Linked DNA regions of Mus musculus: region 2 is linked to region 1. The links are chromatin contacts, called in public Hi-C maps. All regions are on one chromosome and are shown on one strand. The core of a region is the stretch at or near the end of the contact, and the rest is flanking DNA. Distances in the headings are between cores, read along the strand shown. Region 1 has its middle 63 kb from the start of Ubl3. Region 2 has its middle 44 kb from the start of 2210417A02Rik.

Region 1 (2,700 bases), core at 194-2,693:
AGGCTTCCCAGACCTTCAGTCAAAGTTCCGTGGGAAGTTCACCAGTGGCCTCTCTCAGGATGCCTCCCACAACTGGGCCACATCTTGGCCCCCACTCTAAAGCTGAGAGATTTGTCCCAAATGTAAGAAAATTGGGCATGATTATGTTGATCCTATAATTTTACAAGCTTTTTTTTTCTGTAGCAAATTTCTCAGGAACTTATTTTTCATGGTATATCACATCTTTTTTTTTTTTTTTTTTTTTTCTAGTAGCCTAGGCAAGGTCAGCTTTCTAAAGAAAAAAGATTTACCATGTTCACAGTCCCACAGACTCAATGGCATGGTCCCTGACATTGGCTGGGCATCAGCCAATGACAGAAGTACAAAGGAAGGCGGGGAGGGAGGGGGGAGGGAGGGGGAAAGAAGAACAAATGATGCCCCCCTCTCACCTCTGAGGGTGCACATACCTGTAACACAACATAAACACGGGCAAATGCTTATACAAATAAAGTTTAAAGAGAAGTTATTTTTCATTTAGTTAATTTACTTTACCATGCGGGGCTTGACCCCTTGTATTTAGCTGTGTCCCTGAGCTTGCCGGCTTCCTACTTATTACTGGGATGCATTCGTTTAAGCAAATGGCGACCTTGACTGCACCTCGTCTTATATACATGAGCATCTCGAGTAGATTAGGGCATTCTGCACAGTACGAGAAGAACGCTGTCAAATTCAGGAGCTACTCCCTGGAAAGGAAACCACGGGCCACCACCCCTGCTGTCGCAGCTGAGTTTGTGCTGGTTCTCTGTCACACAGCCGTGGCTTTGCTAGGGCCCCATATAAAGAGCTTCCACGTGGGCACCTTCAATACAGAGATTGTTGCCTTTGGACACTGGAGGCAAGAAGTCTGCAGTGCTCGTTTCTTCTGAGAGCCGCTAAAGAGGCTCTGCACTGGGCTTTCCTCCAAGCCCTGAGGCTAGCTGGCAGACTCTCACAGACACATGGCGCTTGCTGCTCTCCCTTCACGGTCAAACTGCGTCTCCCTGCCTGTGTCCAAATCTCTTTTTATGACACCAGTCATACTGGGTTGGGATTTACTGTGAAGTCATAGTGACTAATTACACCTTCAGTGACCCTCTTTTCAAGTGAGGGCCCGTTGGAGGTACTGGGGGTTAAGATGTCAACATATCAGCCTAAGAGCATAGGACACACTTCAGTCCTTAACACCCACGGTATCAGTTTCTGTTACCGTAATAAAATACCCTGACCACAAGTAACTTAGAGATGAGAGCATCTCTTTTGGCTTAAGTTCCAGAGGACTAAAAGTCCATTATGGTAGAAGCATGAAGGAGCAAGGAGTCAAGAGATCACACCTCCACCGCAAGCAAACTCAAGAAGCAGAGAGAGAACTGGAGGCGGGCGGGGCTATGAAATTGCAAAGCGCACCCCCTTATAGTGACGCACTTCCTCCAGCAAGGCCACACCTCCCGAAGGTTCCATTCACCCTTCCCCACCCTTCAAATCTCCACCAACCAGGGAACTGAGCCTTTGGGGGGGGGGGGCATTTTTCACTCCAGCCAACACACCTACAGGCGTTTGCTAGATGCTGAGAGACAGCAGGAGGTGAGCAGTCCATTTGCTACTCCAGCTGGGGGAACCTGCGTCTGTGTGTACAGTGAGCAGGAAAGCAGACATGCGAGCGAGGTTTTACAGGAACACAAGGAGTGACTCTCAGGGAAATGGCACTTCAAGGCTGCATAAATAATCACAACCTTTACGTTGTGTCTAAGGGAGACTTGATTAAGACTCAGTTAAAACTCAGGTGCCTGGGGTGTAAAATTATGTGGTCAGAGAGAAAGGGGAAGTCTTACACACTGTTGGGGAGAATGTGGACCGCTGATGCTATCTCCAAGGAAATTAGTATGGGAGTTTTTCAAAAGGGCTAAAAATAGAACTATTATATGACCCAGCTCTAACACTCCTAGGCATTTATCCAAAGTACCCCATGCCAACACACTACAGAGACCCCTGCTGCCGCAGTCACAATTGCTAAGAGATGGAACCAGCCTAATGCCCATCATCTGGAGAATGGATCAAACAAACAAACAAACAAACAAACAACAACAACAACAAAAAACAACAACTGGGGGTTATTCATCTGTAAAGAGGAATAAAATCATGACATTTACAGGAAAGTGGGAGGGAACGGCAGATATATACGTATTGGATCTATGTATATGTAATTTACATATATACATACATATAATGGCTGGGGAGATAGAACAATTGATCCATTACCTGCCATGCAAGCACGAGGACCTGAGTTCAGTCTTTAACACCCATGTAGAAGCTGACTGTAGCCACACATGCCAGTAATGCCAGCACTTGGGAGGCAGAGACCGGAGAATCCCTAGTTGTATGTCAACTTGACTCAAGCTACAGACATCAGGGAGGAGGGAGCCTCAACTGAGAAAATGCCTCCAGAAGAGCCCACCGTAAGCAGATAAACCTGTAATGCATTTTCTTAATTAGTGGTTTGGTGGGGTACCATTCCTTGGGCTGGTGGTCCTCGGTTCTATAAGAAAGCAGGCTGAGCAAGCCATGAGGAGCAAGTCAGTAAGCAGCACCCCACCCCCACCCATGGCCTCTGCATCAGCTCCTGCCTCCAGGTCCCTTTACTGCTCTGATTTTCCTCAGTAATGGACTGTTAACTGGAAGTTTAGG
Region 2 (2,780 bases), core at 91-2,590, 210 kb before region 1:
TTTTATAAGAGTTATTTATTATTATACATAAGTACACTGTAGCTGTCTTCAGATGCACCAGAAGAGGGCGTCAGATCTCATTATGGGTGGTTGTGAGCCACCATGTGGTTGCTGGGAATTGAACTCAGGACCTTTGGAAGAGCAGTCAGTGCTCTTAACCGCTGAGCCATCTCACCAGCCCCCTCTCGCCCTCTTTTAAATATTTATTTATTTAGCACTGCAAATTCAAAGTAGAGTCTTGTGTGTGCCAGACAGAGCTACACCCAAAGCCCCTTTCCTTTCCTTTTTAATTGTTGACACAAACTCTCACTAAGTTGCTCAGGTATGCCATGGACATGGACTTGTGGCCCTCCTGCTTCAAAGGACTAAAGGTGAGAGGCCTGTGCCGCCAGGCCACCTGACCCTTGGTCCTTGACCATTTCTTTCTCTTCATGCCTCCAAACAAAACAAAACAAAACAAACAACCCCCCTCCCCCCAGAACTCTGGATTTTGCAGAGAAGAGACAGAAACAGGATGATAAAGAAAACAGGAAGAATAATGAAGACCCGCCCCAGGTACCTGGAGAGGCATTCACAATCGCTGTCTCCTGATACTCCCGTTTATTTCATCCTGGTTATGACAAAGGGCTTTGGAAAACAAGAAAAACAAAACAAAACAAAACAAACAAACAAACAAAAAAAACAGAACAAAACAAAACAAAAAAAAAAAAACCTTGCCCCAAGCAATATTTAAATGGAAGCAGTGGACGCCAAGGTTTCTAGAACTTTCTATGTATTTGCCTTTTGAGATCAGCCATAATTCTCTGGATCTCCACACATAGCCTTTGTGTACTGTCTCCCCTTCTTCCTGTGGCGTGTCTGTGGGTTCACAGTGTCTCCCCTCTTCTTTCTCCTTTAGAAAGGTCTCCTAATCTGGCCCTGACTGCTTGCTTCACAGGCTGAAGAGGAGAATCCCAGATTGCCTTCACTCACAAGATCTGGCAGCCAGAGCCCCGAGTCCCCCAAGCCCAGTGAGCAGTTCAAATATAAAACCGCACATAACAAGAAAAGTGAAGCACCATGAAACTCTTGTTTGATTAAAAAAAGAAGAAGAAGAAAGTAAACGAAAAATAGCACCATGTAAATATTGTACGTCAAGTTCATTTGTGCTAATTAAGAAATATTGGACATTTGTTTTGAATGGGCTTAGCAACCACTCCGTTTGAGTGGAATCTTCTGGAAAGACTGGCGAGGACAGAGCGGATGTCTTAAAGAGAAAGCTTGGAATATAGACAGGCACGGATGCCAGCCCTGTCCCTCTCAGACGCCTGCCGCCTTCCAAGACTGTGTCTTTGAAGGCATCCATCTCTGTGAGGCAAGCTGTGCCCCCAGGAGACACCTCTTTCCAGAGGCATCTGTGCAGAGCAGAAGTGGGCCGGCTCGGGCACCGAGCGTCATTCTAAGATGCTCAAGTATCCCGTTCCTCTCTGAAGATGCAATCTCCTGCACTGAGGGAGTGGAGAGACTTGAGCCCAAGTTTCTACCAACACCTCTTTCTGGTCCTCTGTCCATTCTCAACGCCTCCATCCTCCTTGGGAGAGCCGTTAGCTTGACATTTTGAAAGACTTTCTCCTTGTACCCTTGGCAGACCCCCAGGCTCCGCGTTGCTGGGCTGCTTAAAGATTCAGGCTGCGTGGGCCTGGCATCAGGCTGCTCCAGGCTTGGCTGAGACCACCTGGCTCCGGCTAGGACTTGGAACGACACAATCCGGATGAAGGAGAATCTCGTATCTCTGGGGAGAACTGCCCTTGGCCTGAATTCGTCAAACAGGATTTATTGGGATAAGAGCCGAGGGGGCAGAAAGAGTAAAGAATATATTCTTAAAGCTAAGTTAAAATCTAAGTCTATGTTGTGGGTATGACAGTAAAAATAGGATTCCAGGCTCGTTTAACACAGTACGATGCAAAGCTCCACTTCAAAGCAGGTCACATGGGGTCGTACTGCCCTGGGGTCTCTGGATCCTTCCTCAAATGCCTTTAAAACAAACCCTGAAGGAGTTGATAGAACCCCAGATATTGAAGTTCCTAAGAAAAGCCTCTGGCTGTATTCCCAGAATTTACTCTCACACCACAGGAAAAAGCCATTGTTAAAGAAGTTACCAGGCAGCATAACTGACTACAGTAAGGTAGATACTCATGTTGGGGACATTGAGACTGTTAAAACAAACTATGTCCAATTAAAAGGCTTATTTTAAAGAAGTGGGCCACAATCTAGTAGTGCAAGTGCCTCAAGAGATACACAACGCAGATAGTTCCTGTCCACCTGCTACTTTGCCCAGCCCTAGATTGTGGCAATATTTGGGTGCCTAACTACTTAGAGTTGAGCATTCATGTAACACTGCTAGAGACAGACACACACACACACATACACACACACTCACACACTAGTTCACACACTCACACACACTCAACACATTAGATCACACATACTCACCCACACTTACATACACACTGGCACACACATACTCACATACAGTTGTGCACACACACAAGCACACACACATGCATGTACACGCTTGCATGCACACAGACTCACACCAGGAAGGAAAGAGAGAAAATATGGAAATGCCATCAGACCGAATCTAGACTGGGTCATCAAGGATGTCTCTTCAGAAAATAATGTATCCCCATTTTAACTCACTGACTTATAAGTATTTTTATGACTTATGGAAATGAAACTGTCAAATGTTAAAGTTGTCCCTGATTCTCTTTATTCTGTCTTTGCCACTAAGTGTTTAATTA

Evidence for each region. Hi-C and Micro-C count contacts between places; a contact is called where the count stands out from the background.
Region 2: a Hi-C map of the N1E-115 cell line shows a contact between it and region 1, with 7 times the contacts expected there. The contact joins two enhancer-like sites. A contact is called at or near these places in 4 of 484 Hi-C or Micro-C datasets (the G1E-ER4 cell line, the N1E-115 cell line, nephron progenitors and 1 more) and 6 of 115 datasets of contacts at active chromatin or transcription factors (embryonic stem cells, large pre-B cells, memory CD8 T cells and 2 more).

The regions. Positions count from the first base shown.
Region 1 is chr5:148,488,259-148,490,958 of GRCm38.p6, reverse strand. No RefSeq gene overlaps it. Among named protein-coding and RNA genes, the nearest start is that of Ubl3, 63 kb to the left of the region's middle. Within about 2 kb of position 1,443, at least 183 of the 459 cell types and tissues checked have an H3K27ac peak or open chromatin away from gene starts, as enhancers often do. A contact at or near this core is called in the N1E-115 cell line, where this site is marked.
Region 2 is chr5:148,696,736-148,699,515 of GRCm38.p6, reverse strand. No RefSeq gene overlaps it. Among named protein-coding and RNA genes, the nearest start is that of 2210417A02Rik, 44 kb to the left of the region's middle. Within about 2 kb of position 1,340, at least 31 of the 459 cell types and tissues checked have an H3K27ac peak or open chromatin away from gene starts, as enhancers often do. A contact at or near this core is called in the N1E-115 cell line, where this site is marked.